Regions from separate parts of the Mus musculus genome. Here region 1 is linked to region 2. Evidence: chromatin contacts called from public Hi-C data. All regions are on one chromosome and are shown on one strand. The core of a region is the stretch at or near the end of the contact, and the rest is flanking DNA. Distances in the headings are between cores, read along the strand shown. Region 1 overlaps Ank3 (ankyrin 3, epithelial). Region 2 overlaps Ank3 (ankyrin 3, epithelial).

Region 1 (3,239 bases), core at 12-2,511, 170 kb before region 2:
CGGGCCCTTTAATACAGTCCCACATGTTGAACTGACCCCTCAACCATAAAATGATTTTTGTTACTTTATAAATATAAATATAAATACATATATATATATATATATATATATATACACATACACACATATATGCATGTAAATTTATTTTGTTGCTTTGTAATTTTGCGACTGTTACGAATTGTAATGTAAATATCTTTGAAGAAAAAGGTTTGCCAAAGGGGTCGCGACTCACAGGTTGAGAACTACCGCCCTGGTATTTGCACAGTTTAAGACACAAGCACTGTCTGTGAACAGCTTATACTCTCAGTTCCACACTGGATACTCTGACTTCACTGTCCTATACTGGGCGGGGCCTGAAAGTCTGCTTCTCTTACTTAGACTGTGTCTGTCTGGTGCCTTTGCTCTCAAGAGCTGCTTGGGACCTGGTTGGTGTGAGTGTGACGTCTAAGGAGAGAAACACAGAGGCCTCAATGTCCCATGAATGATGAGCTCCATGCTCAGGTTTAATTTCTGCTCAGCCTACGTAACCATTTCTGAAAACACAGTTTTCAGGAAAATTACTCTGTCATGCCTCTCTTCAGACCTTTAAATGGTTAGCCCTACATTTATGGAGAAAAACAATCAGTACAATCCTATCTCGAGACGGGCTCATGGAAAGTGTCTTCAAGTTACACCACCCTCACGAGGTGCCTGGCAGAAGCATGACACCCAGGGGCTGCAGCTCAGACCTGCTGTGCTGGGCACACTGGTGCACCACACCCAAACGTAGCTAATGCTGATTCCCAAGCCTGGGCTAACGCACTGTCTGACCCCAGGAACAACATAGCTGAGGTCGTTCCTTGGGGTCCCAAATTTATGGTCATAATGTCAAGTTGCTGGCAAATCTATGCACACAGATCATATGGAGGTGGGAAGTATCAGTGCTGGTTTACTTTGGCCCAATTTCCATTTCCCAAGTATCAGATTTCAGAGCCTATTTGGGGAATATTTTCCTTTCCTTTTGCTATGCCTCAGTCTTCATTCGGTTGATTTAAAATGCCAGTTTACTGAAACAGATTGAAAATAGGTAACTATTTTGTTGTAATTCGTTTGGGGGATTTTAGAAGTAAATTGTTATGTATTCTTTCGGCACTTTAAATGCAATCTTGAGAAACGTTTTCTATTTGGAAAAAAATTGCAGAACCATCACTACCAGATGACTCCAGAAGATGGCGCTGTAGGCCACATGTCTACAATGTAAGGCTCCATTTTTCACTGCTCAACTATGACGGGGCACTTTTAAAATTACCATTTATCTTAAGCTTGATAAAGGTAAGTATTGAAAAGAAGTGCCAGTTTGGAACTTAGAAATTTAATTCTAATATTCTGTTGACAGAAATATATTTAGAAGCAGGTAGTCATTTTCTATTTAGTGTTACATTTGTAACCACATTTTAATTTGTATCAGACTCAATACAACTACTTGCAACAACTGGCTACTTGAGGGGATCCTCGTTGAGCCATTGCTAAACTGCTTTGATTTGTAAGTTAGGGACCCGGGAGGAGGAAGGGGACTTGGAACCTGTGGTCCCAGATCTGACAAAACTACAAATAGCTATTAGGAATGGACTTTGGAGGCACTGAGTTTATTAAGGTTTTCGTTACACAGTGTGGGATGCTTGCTGGTGGGATACGTGCCTGTTAATGTTGTTTGCACATCTGCAGCACCTTTTCTTGTGCAAAGACCTAGATACGATAGATCTCTGTCTGCTGCCAGAGATAAAAACTGAGCTGCCACCTGAAACTTGAGTTGGTAAGGACAGGTTCTGAACACCCAGACAGGTCTAGCAGTTTACCTCATCACAGAGGAGCTCATACGCCTGCTTAATTGGCACAACCGCCGATACTCTGGCTCGATTAACAATAAACAATAGGAATAGGGACAGGGGAAAGCAACTTGGTGCAAGCAGAGCCACCTGAGTTGTGCTCCCCAATGCCCACTTAGGAAGCCTGGCATAGCCTGGCATTGCCTATGCGATCTCAGTACAAGGTGTCAGGAGGTGAGGTGTGAGAGAGAGAGAGAGAGAGAGAGAGAGAGAGAGAGAGAGAGAGAGAGAGAGAGAGAGAGGGAGGCAGGAGGAGAGCTGGGGCTTGCTGGTCAGGCAGCCTAGGCAAAAATGAAGAGTTCTGGCTTCAGTGAGACCCTGTGTCAAGGCAATAAGGTGTAGCATGATAGAGCAGGACACCTAATGGCTAAGGTGTAGCACGGTAGAGCAGGACACCTAATGGCTAAGGTGTAGCATGATAGAGCAGGACACCTAATGGCTAAGGTGTAGCACGGTAGAGCAGGACACCTAATGGCTTTGTCTGAGATGCACACACACATGGTCACACACAAGGACACATGGACACACACAAAGATACACTGAAATACACAGACAGACAGACACACACACACAAAGACACATGGACACACATGCACACAAACACAGAAATAAGGGTTTACTTTGGCTTACAGTTTAAGGGCAGAGTTTACCATGACAGGAAATTCATAGTAACAAGGGTTTAAAGCAGCTACATGCAACCAGGAAGTAGAGAACAGTGAATATTTATGCTCTGCTAGCTTTCTCCTTTGAAATAACCTAAGATGAAAACCCAGGGAATAGCGCTCCTCACTTTGAGGGCACCTCAGTTAACCTAATAGGGGGAGGTTCTCTCACAGGCAAGCCCAAAGTAATACCTCCCAGGTGTGCCTGGGTGCTTGCTTCTGGGTGACTCTCGATCCTGTCAGGACCACAATGAACAGAAGCAGCCACCACAGCGAGCTCGCTTCATTTGAGAGCACACAAAGGAAAATAAATGCCTACAGCGCAAGAAGGCAAGTGGGTGCGGCGGAGCCCAGGGTGTGCAGAGGGACATCTGTTTGCTGTTTCTTGACTGGGTAGTGAGTGGAAAGTTCTTGGCTTGTGTGTGCATTTGGAAAACGGTGCTCCCTTGAAAAGATAGAGCTCATTCAGGTAGAGAGCTTGACCTGCAAATGATAGCCATGAACAAATTGGGGGTGGGGGGTGAGGAATGCCCCCGTTGTCTTTAGGCCGGTATCAGACTCCAGGACTCTATGCACAGCTTAGGCAGCACCTGCGACTGAACATGGAGGAAGTGAGCGGTGCTCTGCAGCAGGCGTTTCTGTAAGGACTCTACATCCCCTGGCTCATCCCCTGCCCATTAGCTACCTGCAAGGCAGCCTCACAAGGTGCGGT
Region 2 (3,017 bases), core at 8-2,507:
TAGTTTTGTTTTGGGATGAAACTAGAACCCTGGGGACATGGCAATGAACTAGAGACATCTAGCCACACTGTATCCACTATCAGAAGACAGAAGGAGATGGGTTTTAGTGCCTACCCAGCTCACTCTCTGTTTTATTCAGCCCAGGACTACAGCCTATGTGATGGTGCCTCCCATAGTTAAGGTGGCTCTTCCCATCTTAATTAACCTGTTCTAGATAGCTCCTTTATAGCCACTCCCAGAGGCGTGTCTCCTGGCTGATCCCAGATTCCTCCAGTTGACAGTCAATGTTAATGATTGCAGGCAGAGAATTTCCTTATCTGAACACATAAATTCAAGGAAACTCAGTCCTTTTGGTGACCACATTTCTTTCAGGGACTTTTCTTTTTCCAAAGGGGAACGCAATGTGGACTGGAAGAAGACAGCAGGTAACATTGATAATAGTCTATATTTGAGGTATCATATACAGTCTATATATGAAAGGGGTCCCCAGTATTAATGCGAGACCCAAATCCTTTCCTGTCTGTTGGGAAGAATGGTAGACTCATGGGACCGTAACCTTTCTCATGGCCAGTCATTCCCTGCTTAGTTCTGGTCACGGTTATCATCTGGTTCCTTTGCTTCTGGTTTCCCTCACATGATCATGTCCTGTTTGCCTGTGACTTAGAGGAAGCCTGCAAAGTATTGGATACCAAGGAATGTGGCTGTCTGGAGCAACCATCCCCCAAGGAACATTAGGTGTATATCATGAAGTCTTTATTTACAATGTGGTTAGGATACTAGGTCCTTATGTATCTGCCTTGACTCACTGCAATATTGTTTATTAAATAGTGAGTGTATTAAATATTAAATATTAGTGAGTATATTAAATATTGTTTATTAAATAGTGAGCGTAGAGCTTAAAACCAGTAGATTTGATACAATAGCGATTCAGTATCAGCCAGTAGCTTGTTGTTACAGAACAAAAATGTACGATCCTATTTTTTTTAAAGCACATTTTATTTCTTGAGGTAAGAAAAGGTCACCGTGCCTTGTCTTTTGTATGGTCAGAAAACTGAAGGAAAGAAAATTCGTTCAGAATGTCACTTGGGCTCCGTGGGGTTATGATTTGAGTATGAAATGTCCCCTGCGGGCGCCTATGCTTGAACACTTAGTCTCCAGCAGGTGGCACTGTGTTGTAAGGTCATGGAAGCTTTAGGGGGTGGAGTCACGTTGAAGGACGTGGGTCTCTCACTGGAGGACTGGCCTCACTTCTCCAGGCTGCCTCAGGACTGCAGAGGCACTGTCTGCAGCAAACCTCAGACCTAAGCTGCCTGCCTTTCCCACTAAGTTGCTTCTTGTCAAGTATTTAATCACAACAGCAGGGAAGTACCTGGCCAACGCGGATTTAATGCTTTTCTCTATCCTTCATGTTACAAGAAGACAATACTACATCACTACACTACAGTGTAAATTAGAACGACTTAGCTGAACTTTCCCGCCTGCACCCCTCCCATTTTCCTCCTCTCCCTGCACCCCCCATTTGGGCCCCTAATTTGGATGTGCTTTCCAAATTCCACTGATCCAACCTCCCTTTCCACAAAGGACAATCCATGTCACTTCATGTGGCTTAGAGAACACAAGTCCCTTATCTAAGTCTAAACAGGATTTACTCCTCACGCGGCAGTATGACAATGGTGGCAGACAGGTCTGTCTTTTAAAGAGAAAACGAAGTAGGAGAGTATCATGCAATCAAAACTTGGAGGTCTTTGTTAACAAGGCAAATATGACTTTATTCCATGGGATTAGCTAAACAAGAACAGCGGCTTTGAAAATACCCCTCTATGCTACTGGATGCTGCAGACACTCAGAATCTGCGCGGAAGCAACTTCCGGTGTTCCGTGTGGGGGATTACATAAATGCGTCGGCTGCTTGGGACTTTTCCATTTATTTAGCATAGTGTGAATCAAAACCAGGTTGAAAAGCTCAAGCCTCGGGATTCTTATTAAGTGGGAGCTCTTGACATGTGTCCTAAAATATTTAATCCAGGGACCAATTTAAACTTAGCAACTCAAAACAGCAACAGTGATAGGCTAAAACTGGGCTAGGTAGACAGAGGTAAAAAAAAAATTTACTTGAGTAGATGAACATTTTCTTGAGTTCTTTTTGACTTTGTTTCTGAGTGTGGTCAGGCTTAATATTGTGAACGAAAATACTGACTTGCACGCTTCCCAAATAACACTCTTTGTGGTAAGATCAGCCAGGAAATGACAGTTTGCTGGACTAGGATTCCTAGTTAGATAATTAAAGGCCTGGAGACCAAAGGCTGGGCGGAATTGAAGGGTGAGCCACACGGCACCAGAGGGAGGGAGGGGGAAATTAGCCGGTGAGATGAAGGCTTGAACTGATCATGCTAAACTCTGCACAACAGATGGTGCAGCTGGAGCTGTTGGTAAACGAAACCATTCCCCTTCCACGAGTCTACTGAGAGGAGACTCAATATGCCACAGTTCTTCCCAACCAATTTTTAATAATTCCATGGGTTGAAAAGGATAATTCAACACACACATCCAATGTCGGATGGTCAAATCAGGACGTCTATCCAACTTTTCATTTCCATGTCAAACCATGGTTACTAAGAAGGTTTTAGAAGTTTGTGCTAAAGACACAGTGAGGAAAGTGTGGTTCTGCTGCTGTCCCGGTGGTGGTGGGGATTGAACTCAGGACCCCTCCCAGCTAAGGAAAGCACTTGGCTCCTAGGTTACATCCACAGCCGTCAGTAAGTTCTCACTATATGATAATGTACTGATCAAGAACTATGATCACTGGATACAATGGATTCCAAGAAGAGGTAAGTGAAATGAGACAAGAGTCTGACAGAAACACAAAATGATTTGGGTATCTTAATTCATTCATCCTTCCCTTGGTTAAAATTTGCAAAGGAAACATTACCAGTTTTCCACTGAATACAGTAAAAAAAAAATTTTTTTTAAATGAGCAAATATGTATGGGATGATCAACAACTTTTTTAAGTCCAAGAA

What was found. Hi-C and Micro-C count contacts between places; a contact is called where the count stands out from the background.
Region 1: a Hi-C map of muscle stem cells shows a contact between it and region 2, with 2.8 times the contacts expected there. The contact joins two enhancer-like sites. A contact is called at or near these places in 7 of 484 Hi-C or Micro-C datasets (adipose-derived mesenchymal stem cells, cerebral cortex, embryonic fibroblasts and 3 more) and 3 of 9 other capture datasets (adipose tissue, liver and pancreatic islet).

What each region holds. Positions count from the first base shown.
Region 1 is chr10:69,962,798-69,966,036 of GRCm38.p6, reverse strand. All of the region lies in intron 29 of Ank3 (ankyrin 3, epithelial), which reads right to left. Among named protein-coding and RNA genes, the nearest start is that of Gm33361, 43 kb to the right of the region's middle. Within about 2 kb of position 1,261, at least 52 of the 459 cell types and tissues checked have an H3K27ac peak or open chromatin away from gene starts, as enhancers often do. A contact at or near this core is called in muscle stem cells, where this site is marked.
Region 2 is chr10:69,791,466-69,794,482 of GRCm38.p6, reverse strand. All of the region lies in intron 1 of Ank3 (ankyrin 3, epithelial), which reads right to left. Among named protein-coding and RNA genes, the nearest start is that of Gm33416, 73 kb to the left of the region's middle. Within about 2 kb of position 1,257, at least 22 of the 459 cell types and tissues checked have an H3K27ac peak or open chromatin away from gene starts, as enhancers often do. A contact at or near this core is called in muscle stem cells, where this site is marked.